Linked DNA regions of Sus scrofa: regions 2 and 3 are each linked to region 1. A link is a contact called in public Hi-C and HiChIP or PLAC-seq data. All regions are on one chromosome and are shown on one strand. Each heading gives the region's core, a stretch centred on a gene start, on an enhancer-like site or on the middle of the called end of the contact. The rest is flanking DNA. Distances are from core to core; before and after follow the strand shown.

What was found. Hi-C and Micro-C count contacts between places; a contact is called where the count stands out from the background. HiChIP or PLAC-seq counts read pairs in DNA pulled down with a chosen protein or histone mark.
Region 2: a contact with region 1 is called in an H3K27ac HiChIP or PLAC-seq map of alveolar macrophages, with 5 times the contacts expected there. The contact joins the promoter of DCTPP1 here to the promoter of ZNF768 in region 1. A contact is called at or near these places in 4 of 5 promoter capture datasets (fetal liver, fetal skeletal muscle and liver), 32 of 47 Hi-C or Micro-C datasets (adipose tissue, alveolar macrophages, blood and 15 more) and 2 of 2 datasets of contacts at active chromatin or transcription factors (alveolar macrophages and skeletal muscle).
Region 3: a contact with region 1 is called in a Hi-C map of liver, with 5 times the contacts expected there. The contact joins the enhancer-like site here to the promoter of ZNF768 in region 1. A contact is called at or near these places in 4 of 5 promoter capture datasets (fetal liver, fetal skeletal muscle and liver), 24 of 47 Hi-C or Micro-C datasets (adipose tissue, alveolar macrophages, blood and 12 more) and 2 of 2 datasets of contacts at active chromatin or transcription factors (alveolar macrophages and skeletal muscle).

The regions. Positions count from the first base shown.
Region 1 is chr3:17,809,759-17,813,032 of Sscrofa11.1, reverse strand. ZNF768 (zinc finger protein 768) reads right to left here and starts at 1,699. Exons shown (of 2, transcript XM_005653012.3): 1 at 1,065-1,699; 2 at 1-778. The coding sequence starts at 1,152. It overlaps LOC102158302 (a long non-coding RNA gene), which reads left to right and starts at 2,048. Exons shown (of 2, transcript XR_002342367.1): 1 at 2,048-2,695; 2 at 2,997-3,181.
Region 2 is chr3:17,894,979-17,898,252 of Sscrofa11.1, reverse strand. DCTPP1 (dCTP pyrophosphatase 1) reads right to left here and starts at 1,827. Exons shown (of 3, transcript XM_003354540.4): 1 at 1,659-1,827; 2 at 848-958. The coding sequence starts at 1,756.
Region 3 is chr3:17,876,608-17,879,881 of Sscrofa11.1, reverse strand. No RefSeq gene overlaps it. Among named protein-coding and RNA genes, the nearest start is that of SEPHS2, 8.7 kb to the left of the region's middle. Within about 2 kb of position 1,756, at least 17 of the 83 cell types and tissues checked have an H3K27ac peak or open chromatin away from gene starts, as enhancers often do. A contact at or near this core is called in alveolar macrophages, liver and retroperitoneal adipose tissue, where this site is marked.

The DNA.
Region 1 (3,274 bases), core at 450-2,949:
TTCCCGCAGATGCCGCAGATGTTAGGCCGCGGGCCCTGCCCACCCCTGGCCCGGCCACCCCGTCGGCCGGGACCACGAAGGGTCCCCGTCAGGCCCAGGGGATTCTGGAGCATCTCAAACTGGGGTGGAGCCAGCAGGGCCCCTGTGGGCATCTCAAAAGGGGGCCCTAGCGGCAAGCCCCCGGTGGGCTGCTCCTCAAAGCCCTGGGTGAAGGAGTCCAAGGGGTGGACTCCCAAGGGGATGCTCAAGGGATTCTTTTCCTCAGAATTCAGAAGCATGTCTGCGCCTTCCTGGAACTTGGAACTCTGCGCTTCAAATTCAGGGCTTTGGGTTTTGAACTCTGGATTCTGGGGTTCATACCCCGGGCTCTGGGATTCATATCTGGAGCTTTGAGATTCATATCCAGGGCTCCCAGGTTCATACCCAGGGCTCTTGGGTTCATACCCAGGGCTCCGGGGTTCATATCCAGGGCTCTTGGGTTCATACCCAGGGCTCTTGGGTTCGTACCCAGGGCTTTGGGATTCAAAGTCGGGGCTCTGAGAATCTGATTCAGGGCTTCTGGGCGCAAATTCAGGGCTTGGGGGCACAAACCCAGGGCTTCGGGACTCAAAACCTGGGCTTTCAGGCTCAAACCTGGGGCTTTGGGGTTCAAACTCTGGGCTTTGTGACCCAAACCCAGGGCTCTGGGGTTCAAGCCCAAAGGGTATCTCTTCGACCTCATAGTCCCCAGTGCCTTCTTGCTGAGAAATTTCCTCTTCCTCATTCTCACTCATGTTGCCTGCAGGATCAGAAAATTACAGAAAACCCAGATTGTGTGGGGCATGGAAGGTCTCTGGGTCCCACCACTAGTTGCCACAAGCCTTTTTCTCCTCCTCAAGCAGGGTCGCTGGCCCTCGAGCAAGTGCTGAAATTCCCACCACCCCCTCAGCAAATCCAGGACACCAGGTCCCCGCCCCCCGCCTCCTCCAGGTCCCAGGTGTCCAAGCCCCCGGCTCTTTTCCCCTCCCTGCAGCCCCCTCTCCCGCTCCCAGGCACGCTCCTCGGAGGGGCGCTCCCTCCCTCACCTTTGAGGGACCCTTCGGGGCTCCCCATTTCGTCACGACTTTGCACATCCTGGGGCTCGAGGCCCCATGGCGACGCCTCCCGTTCCATCCCCGCCGGCTCCCAGTGCGGCGGTGGCGGCGGCGATGGCGGACGATCCTGCGACCCGGGTCTGAGTGCCCTGAGACCCAGGCCCTCGCCGCCCGCCCGCTCAGCGCCGCCCAGGGGACCTGGCTGCCCAGCGTCGGCCCCAGAGGCCGGACGTCTTGACCCTGGGCCTCTCCGGCCGGCCGGGCCCCTCCCCTACCCGCGGCCCCGCCCCCACCCACAAGGACTCGGCTTGCCCTGGGGTCTCCTCAGGCCCTCGTGCGTTGTGGCCTCGGAGGTGAGGGGCTTCGCGACTCGCCTTGCCGCCCCGGGATACCGCTCCCCGCCCGAGACCCCGCCGTCTGGCCCCCCAGCCCGGGCAGGGCTGCGGCTGGCCGACCCCCTCCCCTCCGCACAGGAAGTGTCCGTCCGCGGCCAGTTTCCCCCGCTGGCTAGCGCCGCGGCCTCTCTAGGAGCGGCTGGAGGTGGAAACTCGTTGGCATTAACCCTGGGCTGGATGGCCCGGGCGTCGAGGTAGGGGAGGACGGGGCGCCCTGCAGGCGCCAGGAAAGGCTGGGGCAGTTTGTGTGCCTATGTGCTAGGTCTCCGTCCGCCTGAGGGCCTATCTGTCCGTATTCCGGGCCCTGCGTCCCTCAGTGCCTGTGGCCAAGGGCGAGGCAACTAGCGAGACCAAGGTCAGCGAGAAGGAGCGACGCTTCCCGGCGCCAGCGGGGGCGGCGTCTAGCTCCCCTCCCCTCCCCGGCCTTGGGGTCAGCTCTGGCCGCGCCTCGGGAAACTGGATAGACGCCCCCCAACTTAGGCTCATCGAGTCTCCCGAGTCTGGGAACCCCTCCTCGAACTGTACACCCCCACCCCATGCGCGCCCTCCCCGACTCCTCCCGGCCCCCTACTCTCTCTGCTCCTCCTAATCGCCACCCTTCCCCCCTCGGTGAGGGCTAGGACCGTTGCCAAGGAAACAACCCCGCCTCCGTTTCCAGAGACACCGCCCCTACCTCTCAGCGAGCTCCGCGATTGGCCGGTGGAGCTCGTGCTCTCACCATCCCGCCCCCTCCCACTACACCAACTGCTAGGAGTTAATGGTCGCCAGGGAACGCGAGGCAGTTTTCTTATTGGTTGCGGGGTGCGCAGGCCGGTTCCACCTCCCCGGTGCTCCAGAAATGCCTGCGGGAGGAGTAGGAGGGAGGTCCCTGGCGTCTCCCTTCTAGACCGGCCTGTGCTTTCAGATCTTTTCCCGCCCCCGTTTACGCCTCATTAAGTTTTATCTTTCCGAAGACCGAAAGCCGAGGGATCTGAGGACAGACACCCTTCCTCCCCGGCCTCTGCCCACACTCTGCTTCCTAGCACCTTCCTTCTCCCCACAGGTTCCAGGTGCTGATGGGGCCCATCGGAGGGATACTGCCAAAGAGAGAAGGCTGCTTCCTTTTCTGTTACCCTGCCTCTCCCCTCCACCTTCCCTGAGTTTAACGCCATATCTGGAGTCTTAATCTCTGGTTCCTGGCTTTTCTCACAGAGAGGCAAGGATCTTTGGGAATCCCTTCAGGTGAAGGTAATAGAGTTCAGGAAGGGAAGTGGACCAAGAGAGAATCATGTGGCCTTTAAGACAGCCTTTAAGACTTTGCAGGCCTGTCCGACTTGCATAGAGGCTTGTAGAGGAAGAGAACCTGAGAAGCACTGCCGTAGGTGCAGTTTTGAATCAAGGAAAAAAATGACCCTGGAAAGAGAACTTAAGAGGATCCAACCCTTGCTACTGAAATTAGTTGGCAGTGTTCCTGACAATGAATGAGCCAGATTCTTCCTATGGGGATGATGCAAGAACTATAGAGTGTGTTTTCTCGTTGCCTTCCCAGACAAAGGAAGGGAAGAAACTGGTTAGGAGGAAACATGGCGTCTTCTATTCTTCTAAAAAGAGATGAGAACAAGAATTTGGAGAATCCCAAGTGGTGAAACGCTGGAGAGAAGCCATCTCAGTAAAGGCTTACAATCACAGACAGGTGTCTTCCTACAAATAAAGTGAGTACTTCTCTGCCCTCCAGAACAGCTTATAGCTCCATGCCTTTCTCCCATCCCAATGTCTGTCTTTGCAGAGAATGACCCACAGAGCCCAGCGCTAGAGAGCCTACATGGG
Region 2 (3,274 bases), core at 578-3,077, 85 kb before region 1:
GTGGGTTCGATCCCTGACCTCAGCCAGTGTGTTAAAGATCTGGCGTTGCTGTGAGCTGGGGTGTAGGTCACAGATGAAGCTCGGAGCCAGCGTTGCGGTGGATGTGGCCTAGGTCAGCAGATCCAGCTCGGATTTGACTCCTAGCCCAGGAACTTCCATATGCTGCAGGTGCAGCCCTAAAAACAAACAAACAAATGGATACAGAATCCTTGCCCTTCCTCAAGAAGGTTACACTGATGCAATCTTACATTCTCCCAGAATTTAACTTGCCCCTTCCCACTTCACCATCTTTGCAAACAGTACCCCCTGTCTGGAATGTTATGGGCAGGTCTTCTTCTTCTTTTTTTTTGTGGTCTTTTTGCCTTTTCTAGGGCCGCATCTGTGGCATATGGAGGTTCCCAGGCTAGGGGGCCAATCGGAGCTGTAGCCGCTGGCCTATACCAGAGCCACAGCAATGTGGGATCCAAGCTGCGTTTGCGACCTACACCACAGCTCACGGCAACACCGGATCCTTAATCCAGTAAGCAAAGCCAGGGATCAAACCCGCAACCTCATGGTTCCCAGTCGGTTTCGTTAACCACTGAGCCACAACGGGAGACAGGTAAAGGAAGATCGCCACCATCCCTTCTTAGACCTGGATGTCCCTTGCTGGTTTCAGACTTTTCTCTCCTAGCAGACTGGGCATCCCTAGAGGACAGGGACCCATAAGTTATCTCTGTATCTCTAGCAAACAGGCACAGCGTTTTGTTGTGAGGAGGGGGAACTGAATCCAGGGATATTTGATGGTCAAATAAACCCTCCCCTCCCCAACACACAGACTCTTCCAGAAAGCCTTTCATCTACTCACAAGAGCTCTGCCAGTTCTCCCACTTCTCCCACCAAGGCCAGGAGGAGGTTCCGAGGCTGATGGAACTGGTCCCAGTCTCGTTCAGCAGCAAACTCGGCATGGAGGCGGCGGCTGGAATAGGAGGAAGGGGTAGAAGTCCAGGTCCCAAGGTTAGGGGACTGGGGAGGAGATGCAGGGACCCAGCAGGTACCTCAGTAATATGTAATGGGGGCATGGGTATCAGAGGAGATTGTGCAACTAATTCCTTGGATGGCATGAACAAGCCATTTCTTCTTTAGGGGACTTGGTTTCCTCATCTATGAGATGTGTGTGTCCTTACACAGACCCTAAGTTATTGAAACCTAGTAATTCCCTCTTTTCCATTATTCCACTTCCTACTGCTTCTTCTGCAGTTTCCTCCACGTAGAGTATTCCAATCTCTGCATATCTAAATGTTACTGATTTTACAGAATGCAGCGCCAGGACACTTCCCCTAAGATGCCCTCCTAGATTTCCTCAAGAAAGAAACATCTCCACCTCTCAGCACTATATTTGCCCTCATCCTACCTCCTGCTCCTGGAAGGCAGGGGCAGGGCAGTAGTGGCGTCGGACTCTTAACTAGTAGGTAACAATGTTCAGGTGTGCCTTGTTAAGCCCATTTTGCAGACCAGTTGGTTAGAATGTTCGCCCGGGGTCAGCCAGCAGCGCTGGGACCCGAGCATAGCTGCTAGCCTTCCTCCCGACCACGTGGAGGGATCCTCCTCAATAGGAGCGCAATAGGAAGGAGAAAGGGGGAGATCTCCCCAGCCCAGATGGGGCAAGGACAGCTTACATGTCCTCGAGCGTGGGTTCCGAGCTGAAGCTGAAGGAGCCGGCGGCGGCAAAGCCCTCTCCCCCAGAGTCCTCATGCGTCTCCCCACTTTCGGACATGCTGACCACCGCGCTGCAGCCGGGACTGCCCCAGAGAGCCCGGGGCCAAGCTCAGAGCCCCCGCCTCCAGAGCCCATGACCAATCACAGGCGTTCGCGATTGCTTCACGGGGGCGGAGCCTAAGGAAAGACCAATTACTTCTGTGGAGTTAGCTACAGCCCGCCCCTTACCCGGACTGGAGCAACCTAAGAGAACTTCAAGCGGGCGTTCCTAGGCTCCGGCCCTCGAGTTGTTCAGGCTTGCTAAGCATCTTAAAGGTATAGGTACCAGATTCAGCTAGGGGAAGAAACAAAGGGCTGAGGGCAGGAGAGCGCAGGCGTGTCACTTCCCTTTTGGGCGCCAGATGGCGCCAAAGCGAAATGACGGGTTGGGGAGGCCGGTGGAGAGGGCCAGAAGTGAGGGGTTTAAACAAGAAAGGGGAATTTATTTATTATTTATTTTTGTCTTTTTGCTATTTCTTTGGGCCGCTCCCGCGGCATATGGAGGTTCCCAGGTTAGGGGTCGAATCGGAGCTGTAGCCGCCAGCCTACGCCAGAGCCACAGCAACGCGGGATCCGAGCCGCGTCTGTAACCTACACCACAGCTCACAGCAACGCCGGATCATTAACCCACTGAGCAAGGGCAGGGACCGAACCCGCAACCTCATGGTTCCTAGTCGGATTCGTTAATCACTGCGCCACGGCGGGAACTCCATGAAAAAAAAATTTTTAATGTTACAGTATTTAAATATTGTGAAAAGTGGGGCAACTTTAGATTGCATGCGACTTAATAGATGCAAACTATTGCATTTGGAGTGGATAAGCAATGAGATCCTGCTGTATAGCACAGGGAACTGTATCTAATCACTTGTGATAGAACGTGATGGAGAATAATGTGAGAAAAAAGAATGCGTATTTGTGTGACTGGGTCACCTGTGCAGTAGAAAATTGACAGAACACTGTAAACCAACTATAATGGAAAAAATAAAAATCATTTTAAAAAACAGATGGCATGGGCCAGGGAAGATGTGCTAATAACTGCCCTTCCCCTGCTCCATCCTTGCAGAGCCATGATGCTGTTCTGGGGTCTCCCCTCCTCTACTTGATTGACCACATAGTCCCATGACCCTGGCCATTGACCAGTTTTATGGGTGAGCATGTGGCCCAGTTCTTGACAGAAGTTAGAAGTCTGTTGGCAACTTCTGAGAAAGGTTCCTAGGACATAGGGTGTTTCCACCTTTAGATGGTTTTTTGTTTTTTGGGTGTTTTTTGTTTGTTTTTGTCTTTTTAGGGCCACACCCACAGCATATGGAGGTTCCCAGGCTAAGAGTTGAATCAAAGCTACAGCTGCTGGCCTACACCACAGCCACAGCAACGCCAGATCCAAGCCACGTCTGTGACCTACACCACAGCTCATGGCAACGCCAGATCCTTAACCCACTGAGAGAGGCTGGGGATCGAACCCGAGTCCTCAGGGATACTAGTCGGGTTCATTAACCACTGAGTCACGACAGGAACTCCCCGCCTTAGATGCTGGTAT
Region 3 (3,274 bases), core at 507-3,006, 67 kb before region 1:
TTTTGGTTCCTAGTCGGATTCGTTAACCACTGTGCCACAACGGGAACTCCTCAATACAGCTTTTTGAAACGTTTTTTATTGTGATAAACTATACATTTAGTACATTTCCATTATACCGAAAGTACTTCAGTAGGCTCAGTACACTTTTTTTTCTTCCTTTTTTTAGGGCCATACCCCTAAAAAAGTTATGGAAGTTATGGAAGTTTCCAGGATAGGGATTGAATGGGAGCTGCAGCTGCCAGGCTACACCACAGTCACAGCAACACTGGATCCAAGCTGTGTCTGCGACTACATCACAGCTCATGGCAACGCTGGATCCTTAACCCACTGAGTGAGGTCAGGAATTGAACCTGTGTCCCCATGGATACTAGTCAGGTTCGTTTCCACTGAGCCACAACAGGAACTCTGGGCTCAGAACACTTTCAATTAAACCTTTTCTGGTTACAAAATCATTGTGTTGTCATTGTAAAAAAGTCGCAAGATGCAACTTAGTAAAAATGAAAAAAGTTAAAACCACTTGAAATCCCTCTTCCCTGAGAGAAATGCTATTGACCCTTTAGGGGAGCAAAGCTCAGACATCTTTCTCCCCGGGAGGCCTGGAGGGCCACCACCTCATACTGACCCCTAGGGGGCGCCCAGTCTTTCTCTCCAAGCTGTGTGCGGCAACAGGCAACATACTGTGTGCTCTGTGTGTCAATACACCTTTCTTTTTTTTTTTTTTTTTTTTTTTTTTTTTTTGGTCTTTTGTCTTTTTTTAGGGCTGCACCCAAGGCATATGGAGTTTCCCAGGCTAGGGGTCAAATCAGAGCTACAGCTGCTGGCCTATACCACAGCCACAGCAACGGAGGATCCGAGCCAAGTCTGTGACCTACACCACAGCTCAGGGCAATGCCAGATCCTTAACCCACTGAGGGGGGCTAGGGATTGAACCCGTGTCCTCATGTTGCTAGTCAGGTTCATTAACCACGGAGCCACTGATGGAAACTTCCACTTTTTTTTTTAAAGCAAAAATGAGATCATCTTATTTATTTCCAGTAAGGAAATTAAATGATGGCTGAAAAAAAATCTGGCATGGAATAGATACTGGAGATACAGCAGTGAACACAGCAGACAGAAACCTCTGTTCTCATGGAGCCAACATGCTAGTGGAGTGAAAAATAGCAACAGATAAGAGCAATCATTTGTTAGGGATAGATATTAAGGAAAAAAAATAGTCTGGAGACAGAGGGGTAAGAAGTTTGGTATGTGAGTGTGTATTGTATTGTATGATTGTGGCCAGGAAACCCTTCACTGAGAAGGTGATTTTTTTTTTTTTCCTTTTAGGGCCACACCTGCAGCAGATGGAAGTTCTTTGGCCAGGGGGTTGTATCAGAGCTGCACTGCCAGCCTACACCACAGCCACAGCAACACCAGATCCAAGCCACGCCTTCGACCTATGTTGCAGCTTGAGGCAACGCCAGACCCTTCACCCACTGATCAAGGCCAGGGATGGAACCTGCATCCTCAAAGACACCATGTCGGGTTCTTAACCTGCTGAGCCACAATGGGAACTCCCTGAGAAGGTGATTTTGGAGTAAAAGCCTGAATGATGAGAAGAATAAGGATCCAGATACCTTATTAAAGTGTGAGGCAGATATCTAGGAAGGAGTGTTTCAGCCAGTGAGAACAGCAAATGCAAAGGCCCTGGGGCAGGAAGCAGTATGCCTGTGTTGCCTAGGAACAAGGAGGCCAGGGTGACTATTGCAGAGTGGGTGGGGAGAGTTAGAGGAAATGAAGTCAGACAGATATGGCACAGGGTAGGGCGGGGGTGGTACAGGATATAGGGCCTCTCAGGTCATTGTAAGACTGACATCACCAATCCTTTCTATATTGTAACATCTGCAATCAAACCCCAGAGATCCAAAACCTTTCCCATCAGTCTGAGTCCTCACCACTCTGGCCCAGCATCCAAGGCAGTGTCCCCAACTGCTGTCCCCTGGCTTGGATCTGACCCAGGCTAGGAGCAGCTTCCCCTGGGCTTGCCCGTGGGACTTCTAGCAAGGCTCTGCCTCAGAAGACTTGAGAAATGACACCCAAGGCCACAACTCTCACACTCTTAACCACCATCCACCATCCCCAAAGGAAGGAAGCTTCATCTTTGCATCTGGGGTCAGTGTGAGAAGCCCTTGTCAGCCAACTCTTGCCATAGGAACAAGGGAAAAACAGGAGAGAAAAGGACCCAGATTGAAGGGAGAACTCAGAGAAGGGAGGCTGCGGAGACAGAGACGAGAGATCTTGAGTGGCTTTGATGGTGGCGGCCGAGGGAATCATATGATCTTCTGGGGGAACAGCATTCCATACAGAAACCCTTAGAGCAAAGGCCCAAGACAGGAGTTCCCATGGTGGCTCAGCAGTGACGACCCTAAAATAGTATCCTCGAAGACACAGGTTCGATCCCTGGTCTCGCTCAGTGGGTCAGGGATCCAGCGTTACTGTGAGCTATGATGTAGGTTGCAGACGCAGCTCGGATCTGGTGTTGCTGTGGCTGGAGCATAGGCCAGCAGCTGCAGCTCCGATTCAACCCCTAGCCTGGAAACTTCCATATGCCACAGATGTGGCCCTAAAAAAAAAAAAAAAAAGCCCCAAGACAGAGCAAGCCTGACGTGATGGAGGAGCAGCAAGGAGGCTGCAAGTGGGCGAGAGAAGGACTGGAGGAGGTGATGTCAGAGGGCACAGAGGGCCTGATGCCCAGGGCCTGTGGGCCTTGGTAAGGCCTTTGGCTTTGGCTCTGAGTGAGACTGGAGCTGCTGGGGGCTTTAGACCAGAGGAGAGACGTGATCATTCTGGCTAAGGTGAGGCAGATGGGCTTGAGAGGTGGAAGCAGAGGGGCAGTGAGAAGTTTCTTGCAAAAACCCAGGGGAGGTTTTGTGGCAGCGTGGCTTGAGAATCCGGCACTGTCACTGCTGTGGCTCAGGTTGCTGTTATAGCACATGTTTGATCTCTGGCCTGGAAATTTCCGCATGTTGTGGGCGTGGCCCCCGCAAAAAAAATGTGTGGGAGAGACAATGGTGCTTTGCACCATTGGCTACACTGATGATGATGAGAACCAGTCAGATTCTGGGAAATTTTTGAAAGAGAGCCAATGGCTTTCCTGATAGGTTGAATGTAAGATCTGATGGGTCATGGGGAGGATTTTTGGATTTTTTTCTCCCAAGAGAAAGAGGAAGGCACAGGATTGAATTTAAGCAGAGAGATAAGCTTAAGAGGATGGTTGCATTAGCAGTTTTTTATTTTT